Regions from separate parts of the Sus scrofa genome. Here region 1 is linked to region 2. Evidence: chromatin contacts called from public HiChIP or PLAC-seq data. All regions are on one chromosome and are shown on one strand. Each heading gives the region's core, a stretch centred on a gene start, on an enhancer-like site or on the middle of the called end of the contact. The rest is flanking DNA. Distances are from core to core; before and after follow the strand shown. Region 1 has its middle 150 kb from the start of AGBL1. Region 2 overlaps AGBL1 (cytosolic carboxypeptidase 4).

What was found. HiChIP or PLAC-seq counts read pairs in DNA pulled down with a chosen protein or histone mark.
Region 1: an H3K27ac HiChIP or PLAC-seq map of skeletal muscle shows a contact between it and region 2. The contact joins two enhancer-like sites. A contact is called at or near these places in 1 of 47 Hi-C or Micro-C datasets (epiblast stem cells) and 1 of 2 datasets of contacts at active chromatin or transcription factors (skeletal muscle).

Annotation. Positions count from the first base shown.
Region 1 is chr1:193,677,661-193,682,179 of Sscrofa11.1, reverse strand. No RefSeq gene overlaps it. Among named protein-coding and RNA genes, the nearest start is that of AGBL1, 150 kb to the right of the region's middle. Within about 2 kb of position 2,794, at least 1 of the 83 cell types and tissues checked has an H3K27ac peak or open chromatin away from gene starts, as enhancers often do. A contact at or near this core is called in skeletal muscle, where this site is marked.
Region 2 is chr1:193,439,068-193,443,870 of Sscrofa11.1, reverse strand. The region is part of intron 5 of AGBL1 (cytosolic carboxypeptidase 4); the gene reads left to right. Among named protein-coding and RNA genes, the nearest start is that of AGBL1, 93 kb to the left of the region's middle. Within about 2 kb of position 1,745, at least 5 of the 83 cell types and tissues checked have an H3K27ac peak or open chromatin away from gene starts, as enhancers often do. A contact at or near this core is called in skeletal muscle, where this site is marked.

The DNA of each region.
Region 1 (4,519 bases), core at 1,545-4,044, 240 kb before region 2:
ATTTACTTCACTTCTGTCAACACCAATTCAGCAGCTCCTGGTGGCCTCAGGTGGTCTCACACAAGAGCTTGGCAGAGTCCGGGGAGGAGATTTTGGAGAGAAGCAGGGCCTGCTGCTGGCCGGGGCAGCATTAGTGACTCAGGAGGGGACAGTCTCCCCTCTGAGTCATGGAAGAGCTCTGGGAAGTGCCCCGTGGGAGTCTCCGTTTTGCCAGATGCAGACGTTGTGTTGTTCTTGTCAGCAAAGTTGTTTCTTTGCCTCCATGGGGCCACGAGCAGGCTGCTCTCAGCGTAGATGCCCACAGAAAAGCCAATGGTCCATGTGACAACACTGAAGGCTGAAATCTCAGCTCAGCCCCATCAGGGAGAAGCACCCAGACGTCAGGGGATGGAGGTTCCTTGGGGGTGCCTTGTTTGGGGATGTCTCACATGTGCCCCTAGCCATTGGCCAGATTTTGAACCGTTGCCTCTGACACCCTGCCGATATCCCAGGCATCAATGTGATCTGCCTCTCCTGACCCTCTCTAATCCCTGTGGATGTAGCTCCCTACGAGGTCTCTGAGGCAGCTCTGTGGATGCTATGTTTCTCATGGGGAGGATGGTGGAGACATCAGCCCACAGATGAGCAAAACGCTTGTTTCTTGGGAGAAGAATGAAATGCGGTTTTGGAAATATTTCTGAGCGACTTTGAAAATGTTGGTGGGTGAACGGGGCAGTGGTAACGTCCGTCATCTTTATGTACTCATTCCTCACCGCTGCTTGTAACAGTCCCTCGGAACCTGAGGAGGAAATTGGTTTCTCAGTGATTTCTCTTTCACCCTGGATAGTTCCTATAGGATTATTTGCAAGTCCTCAAATCTTTGTCAGAGTTCATTGGTGATGTGCTTTATTTAAATAATGTGGTTTTATTTCATTCCCAGGGTGCTGCCTTCTTGGAGCTGGTTCACTGGAATGAGGGAGGGGAAGGAGGTCTGCGCACAGACCAGATAGCTGACACTTTCATGTCAATTACTGCATTTTATTCCTCTCACTAATCTATGGGGTGGGCACCTGGATTCCCATTTCGCAGATGAGGAAGCTGAGATTACATACATGGGGCTAGCTAATAACCTGGAAACAAACAGGAGTTGGGATTCAAATCTGAGTCTTTCTGAATCCAAACCGGGCCCATGTTTGCTTCCACTTACAGAACCCATGTCCTTCTTACCAGTTAGCCTGGGAAGTGTTTTTCTTCCTTCCATCATTGAAACAACCACAGCATCGCCCCATCATCATCTGGATGAAGAGCTGTGACTTTGTCTTCAACTCATTTATGTTTTTCAATATTCTACTCCCCAGATTTCCCCTGGAGTTAGATTTGGGCTTAAACACAGGAAAAATAATGATTTCTCACTGCAGGTGCCCAAAGGATATTCTTAACTAGCATCTTCCCAGCCCTTTGGGTGGTTCCTTCGGCTGCTCCCAGGCCTTTATCAGCAAAATGTAAATGATGCCCTACAGTTCAGGGGCTAAAATGGGGCCACACCCACAGCAATTTAACCCATATGGTGGAGCACCTGAACTTGGAGAGATTTCCATTTGGGGCGGCCTGGGTCCTAAAGCACAGACCCCAGGTGGACGACCAAAGAAAAGCTGCATGGATATAGTTGGTAAATAAAACCTTTTCACCATGTTCAGGTGAAGGAGTGAACCAAGTGAAATTTATTCTGGAAATAAGATCCCAAATCTGGCTATTTATACAGATTTTCATCTCAGGAGATTATAACCAGACAAAATGAAGGCATTTCATTAGAGAGCCCAGATTTCATTCCCTTTGCAAACTGGCCTTTGACCTGGCTTATTTTTCCATATGTCCCACATCCGGTAGCCATCCCTATTTGTTCTCTATCCCAGCTTTTTTCATAGTGAGAATGCCCAGAGGTCTGGTTCTTGAGGTGACGCTCAGTGAGAATGATGGCCAAGGTGACTCCTCTATCTTTAAACTTTCTCCTGTGTATTCACGATCTTCATGACTGGCTCCCTGACTCCTCCTACCCTGTGTGGAAACCAGCTGGTGTGGGTGGGGAGGATGTGGAGGGACCAAATTGGGGACATCATTTGCGATGCTGTTGTAGGGACTGCAAAGGAGAGCAGAATTGCTGACAGAGCTCCTTTCCCTCTGCAGCTGACCAGAACCAATGTTCTCTTTCTTCCAGCTGCGATCAGGACCACTTCCTTGAGATTCCTCCCACTGGGCTGGTTCGAGATGTGTAAGCTAGACTCTGAATCAGCGCTGCTCACACTTGAATGTGCCTCAAGCCTCTTGGTGGGCTCCTGCAGATGGCTTGCTGAGCTCTTCCCTCAGTCTGAGAATGGGGCCTGGAAACCTGCATTTCTCACTAGTTCTCAGCTACTGGCCTGGGAACCCCCCTTTGAGAACTGCTGTCCTCGACCAGAGTGTCTCAAATTTAAGGTGCGTGGGAATCATCTATGGATCTTGTTAGAATACAGGTTCTGATTCAGGAGGTGTGGGGTGGGGCCTGAGAATCTGCATAGTGGCAAACCCCCTGGGTGATGCCGATGCTGTTCCAGTAAGGACCTCTTTGAGTAGCACTGCCCTACGTTGTGCTGCCTTTAGCCTCTGGCTGGCTGGAGGTCAAGGGTTCCTCTCTGCCGAGGAAGAAATACCCTTATTCTCTGCTCAGCCGTCATCACCCCACGTCCCAGCCTGGAGCCGAGCTGCCCAGTCAGCTGTGGGGGCACCTAGAGCCACACGGCTAGAGGGACAGTTAAGCCTCATTGGGCTCCAGCCTTGTTGGCTGCTGCAGGGCTGCGGTCAGACGCCTGTGCCCTCTCGGTCCCCAGGGCCTTCTCTGCCCTTCCCAGGCTGGCAGTGATTGCCTTGAATACCAGCTGTTCCTTTGCCCTTGAAACCAGCCCCACTAGACTCCTCTCCTGGCTTTGCAGTTGTCCCTGGCCACACTGGAATGACTCTATGCTCCAAAATGGGCTTGGGGCAGCCAGGCTGGCAGCTGCTCTGGCCAAAGGGTAGGAGGAACCGGGAAGGGGTTCAAATAAGGAGAGGCTTCAAAGACACAGGAGGAAGAAGGAAAGAGGAATGGGAGTCAGTGCACACAATGAAATTTGCTATTTTCAGGGTTGGAATTATGTAGGCTGTCAGCCGAATCAGCACCATGATGGACTTAGGGGAGGTTTCCTGTGGGGCGAGGTAGTGGGAAAGAAAATGATTTGGAATTCAGGAGTCCCGAGTTCTAGTCCTTATTATGGCACCAGTCAAGAACCCCCCTGGCCCCACTGTTCTCATTTATAAGAAGAGAGGAATGGATAAAACTAATTTTGAGGAAACACATATCTTAAAAAGTCACTTGTTTTTAGAAGGATTATCAAGCGGGGCTGGGAAAGCTCTGGGCTTTGTAATTAGAAGGATCTAAATTTCAATCCCTGCTTGTCTCCCTCCACATCTGGGAGGCACTGGGCACATCTCAGCCACTCTGAGCTGCCTCTTTACCAGTGAGGATGAAATAAAACAACAAATAAAAAGAGCAGCTACAGAGTGAGTGTGCTCTCAAGAAACAGATGCTCATATTATGACAGTCACTAAAAATGGGAAAAATCTGTACCTTTTCACTGTAGTCCATTTAGTCAGACAGAAAGGCTCAAAAGTGTATTACTTTTTCCCCTCTAAAAACACTCCAATTCTGTACTTCCCACACTAACCCCTTAGGTGGTCTGTGTTTGCTCAACTCAGACTACAAGAAAACAGGTTCCAAAATCTTGGAACAAGAGGATAACAACAATCAAAGCAGCATGTTGCCTTACTTAGCATATTTTAGCGAATTATTTAAAACTAAATTGCAGGAAAACTGGCTGAAACATAACCTATGCCAGCAGCTCCTGTGGGCCCTATAACTCAGAGAAAATGTTTAAGAACAGGGCAAGGAGTACAGGACAAAATGTTTTTTTTTACTGTCTCTTTCTCTGGAGATGCTTGACAAGGAATGCTGAAGACACAGTGGGTGCTCATTCAATGGTTCTCTTTCTTTAATTTTATCAGAGTATAGTTGACTTTCAGTGTTATATTAATTTTGGGTGTACAGCAAAGTGAATCAGTTACACATGCATTTATACATTCTTTTTCAGATTCTTTTCCCATATAGGTTACTACAGAATAGTGAGTAGATTTCCCCTTGCTATACAGTAGGTCCTTGTTAGTTATCTATTTTATATATAGTAGTATGTATCTGCCAATCCCAAATGCCTAATTTATCCTTCCCTCCACATTTCCCCTTTGATAACCATAAATTTGATTTCAAAATCTCATTCAATGGTTCTTGATCAAAAGAAGGATGTTCTAGAAACTTAAATGTTTCATGCCCTTGAGATTATGGTATATCCTGAAGGTGACTGTCACATTCATTCATAGCCTGATGTTTATTTAGTTCTCCCCCTCCTTTTTGTTGGCCACCCTGAAGCATATGGAGTTCTCTAGCCAGGGACAGAATCTGAGCTAGAGCTGCAAC
Region 2 (4,803 bases), core at 496-2,995:
CTGTTCCATATATTTCTTCATGTGCTTCCCTCATTCTGGAAGGGCATCTATGCCTTATTGAATGGTAGAGGCTCCCCCTGTCCTTCAAGCCCCACTTTATGGTACATGCTCCACCTAAGTAGATAGAAGGCATTTCCCCTCCTCTAGCACTTTGCTCATATTTTCCTCTAACATAGATCAGATTTGATTCTGTCCTATGTTGGCCTATGTGTCTTCTCTCCCCTCTAAATTCTAAACCTCCTAAAGGTAGAAATCAAATTGTGTTTATCCTGCTTTTCTTCATTGGCTCTATCCAAGTGCCTGGACCATGGTGGGCTCTTAATTCAATTCAAAAGAAATTCTTAAATTAAAAAATATATACTTTGTGAATAACGATGAATAAACAATTACTGAGAGTGTGCTATAATAGGCATGTTCTATTTATTATCTTACTCTTCTTTGGTCCCCAGTTGATTCCACATTAGAGGTTCTATCATGTCTAAACCTGTCTGGGAAATGATGCAGCGGGCCTGCCAAGATCTCTGTTGTGAGAGGGACTGAGGGGCCTTATGGAAGAGAACTCATGCTAAGAGAATGAGAGGCCACAACCATCAGCATGAACAGGAAGAACAGAGGCTCACTCACTGGGGCAGGGAAGCAGGAGAACTTGACCGAAATTAGCAGAAGAGAAGGATCTGACTTTGAGGGGATGTAAGGACAGCATTCACGTTCAGACTTTGCTTACTATTTGAGATAGAGCTATGCTTCTAGTATTGGGTTTGATAATCCCTTCAGCTACAATTTATGGGGCTTTAGAATTTATGGGGAAGCTTTTTATAGAATGGGGGAGGGAGAAATGACACAGGGCCAGGGTCAGATAGCTCTTGCTAGATCGTTCTACTGTGAACAAATTTGTTTATGTCTACCAAAGCTGTCTTTCAGCTTTCCAAATTCACTAAGTAGGAAAATTTATTGAGGCAAAGATGGATTGCTTGTCTGTCACTGACTCATCTTGCGACCCTAGAGGAGCTCATGTTTGTTCCATGCCCCCACACCTTCTGTACCTCTGTCTCCTCATTTCTAGGGTGGACCTAAAGGTTTTGGGTAAAAATAATGACAGTTTCCACTGTCTGTCCACGTGACTGTTTCCAAAGCATGGCCATATTTTCACATGGTAATTGTTAACCTAACTCCTGAAGCTGAATTATCAGCTGTTATCATTGGTTTATCTCCCAGTATTTTAAACTCTGTTCTTTTGCCTCGCAGACATCAGAGTCAGTCAGGAATAGGCTGAGTCTTCCTAACAGACTTTGGTCCTCATGCTCTATTGTATTCCCTGATCATTGCACCATCCTCGAGAAATGGAATCCGAAAGCTCATCCACGGGCTGAGACAGTTCCTTCATCCTTACTTGCAATTTCGCTGAAGATCTCCCAAGAAGACAGGAGGCCAGGAAATGTGCTATTCAGGACCCTGCTGATCTAATCCTCACACACAATAGTATCTCCCATATCCAACCCTGTGAATGTCCTCTTGGTCTTGCAGCAGATTTTTCCTGCTGTGATTTATACTCTGCAGGGTTAGGAGCTTTGGGGGCCATGGGGCCATGGCGTTTGTGCTTCACCTGGGCTCAGACACTTTGGCAAGAGGAGAAGATGGATGTGTTGGGTCTTTAGCAAGCCTCATAAGCAAATTCTTTAGCTTAGTCTCTTGTGTCTGTGCTTAGAATAGTTTGAAGTGATCTTCTCCCTTCAAAGCCCAGATCTCAGGGCATGTCTGGCATCTGAGCTTTGCCTGAGTGCAGGATTACTAGGCATTGCTTCATTGGCAGCTCTTTACAGTGATTTCATCTTCAACTTATGAGCTCTAAAAAATGTCCTGCTCCTCCTTTCCTTCCCTTAAAATTCCTAAATTTTTTCAGAGCCAGACCTTCTGGGCTTTCTCCAACCATCATACCATTCCACTTTATCTGATCATAGCAGCTGATAGATGAGTGGAGACTAAACCAAAGCTAATGGATTCCCTGAGACCATGAGCAATAGGGTGACTCAGCTACTTTATCACTGAGACAAAGAAGCAAATTTTCCTATTTCTCAAAATAGATACTGAACTTCTCCCTGGGCATTCATTTCCCCTTACCCTCCCCCCAATTAATGACTTTGTGACTTTTGTTGTTTAATATAATTAGACTCTGTGGTCTTCAGAGCATGGGCTCACACTGGTGTTTCAGAAGTTGTATGCCTCAAATACCTTGGAACAGGAACAAAAAAATTCCACCCCCTCCCCACAAGTGCTTCTATTGGGAGTGTACAAGGCAGACACAACTCACTGACAGAGTGATTAGTGCGTCTGCCATCTGACTCCAAGCCTGTAGCTGATGGTAGAATGAATAGTTTCCTACATGTATTAAATCTTGGCGACTAGGTTTGTTGGTTTAAATCCTTCTCATCTTTTTGGGAAGCCAGTGATCTCTCCCTGATTAGGGCCAGTCTTGGATATTCAAGTCATAGCATCTAAATTTGGAAAGTCTTTAAGGATCTGCTGGTCCAGATCCTTCATTTTAAGATGTGGTGACTGAAACCCAGAAGGGTTGAACAAAGCCTTCTAGCTTAATTTTAAGACACTATTCATTTCTCTAAGATGCTCTATTGTAAAATGAAAATCAAACTTGCCCTGAACTAGGACTTTTAACATTTAGTTGACAACATTCTAAGCATCTGTCTTGGTGCTAGTCATGGGTGTTTGAAAAGAATAGAAGGCAGACATGTCTTCAGGTTGGTGACAGTCTATGGCAACAACAATGCAGTGTGGGAGGAACCTTCTGACTGGTGTTGGGGGTGTGAAATACACTGACTTCCTGTTCTGTGGAAACATCCTCATCATGCCTTTGTCCAGAAATGCCCTTGGAGTTGTGCCAGAACGACCACTGTTGTGGGCCCCAAGGACTTAGGAGGCCCAGGACTTTGGAGATCCTTCCTGGACATGTGTTACATACTCTTCTGGATCTGAGCTGGGCTTGCATTGGCAGTGCCATCTGCAGGGTTCCTAGTCTGTTTATCTTCCTCTGGAGTACTCTCTGATGACCTGACATCTTAGGGAGGTGGACTGGATACCTTGAGGAGGAGAAGCTCTGGAACCCATGTGTATGGGGTTGTCCTTAGATTCCATAGTCAGTCCTTCACTCAGAAGGGAATATCTGGCAAGATCATCACTCCTATCTGGAGCAGTATTTTGTTCTTTGCATGCCATAAGATGGGGCAGACGGAATGTTGTTGACATGCTGATGTTGTGTGCATTGAATTGTTTGAATAGGAAGAGGCTCCAAAACAAAACAAGGAAACTTCCTGGGCCTGCACACCCTGGGACGGGCTGATCTGCCCCCTTTGCCCTGGGGAGGGTTCTCCACAGAAACTCCATTCCCATCTTCATCTGCTGAGGCCTGTTCTGCCCATATCTCTTCATGGATCTGCCTTCATTTTCCCTTCGTAGACTGGAGGCAGGCTTTCACTTTCACTTTCCCGGAAGTGGGGCATGTAGAAGTTAATCTTCTAGCACAGCCTGACTCAGTAAAGAGCTTTTGCAAAGACGTTTGTGTCTTCCTGTAAATCATGCCCTCCTCACAGTACTGTAACTGCCCGCAAGTATGTGGGTGAGGGGATTTGAAGAACCAGAGGTAGGTACAGAAAGACCCTTATTAGAAAGACTTTTATGACCTTCCCCCTTGCTGTGAAGGAAGAGATGTTTCTAATAGGTCATCACCAAATTCTTCAAGGGTTGATTCTCCCTCAGATATCACGAATTATAAAGCTTGTGCATGAAGGAGATACACTCTGCTTTTCCTATGGGGCTGTGAGTATCTTCTGTGATGGGAATATACTTATTTAGCAGAGACAAGCCAACTCAATTTGTTGGAAAGGAAAGGGTCAAAGGGAAGCCATTAAGCAGATGGATAGCCATCTAGAGCCAGCTTCCTTAAAGAATTTAGACAGAGATTGCAGGGTGGAAACAGATTGGAGGCTTTCTAAGTTCAATTATAGGGCAGTTTTAATATTAGATAGCATGTGATAATTGATTATGTGCAAAAGAACCAATGAGGAAAATGACTAGAAAACAATGGTCTGCCATTTAAAATAAGTGAATCATTATAAATAAAGTTTGAATTTATTTCAGGTGGTACATAGTAAGTATTTAATAGATGCCAGCTGAGTGAATGAATGCTATTGTTTTAGTTTGTCTGAATTGCACTCTTTTAATCACTTATCCATTCATTAAGTGTATTTGGACATTTATTATCAGCCTAGATGTGTGAGCTTTTAGATGAAGCTATGTAGTTCTTGCTTCCCTAGGATCTAACAGATCCATAAATACACTGACGTATAAACCGTAAGATAAATACCATAATGGCAGGATCTTTGAAGAAGGAGAATCTTGGTCTACCCAGTAATTGGCAAGGAGGAATTCACTAAAAAGGCAGCTTTTGGTTTGAAATAGCAAAGGATTTTTGAAGATGTTAAGGTTATAAAAGAACCTTCCAGGCTGAGAAAGAAGCAAGTGGAAAGACAAGAAAAGCAAGAAAAAAATAGTGTGTTCATATATGGCTGGAATATATTGGAGGAGAATAAGGGCAGGAAACTCACCAGAACTGATTTGGAACACTTTAATATCTTAACAGTCAATAAAAGACTGAATACATAATTCACAGAGAGGAAATAGAAAAACCAATAATCTCATGAAAATATTCACTTTGCCAATAATCATGGAAACACAGTTTAGATCAAGATACCAGTTTCACAGACCAGGTAGCAAAGATTCTGATAATATTTT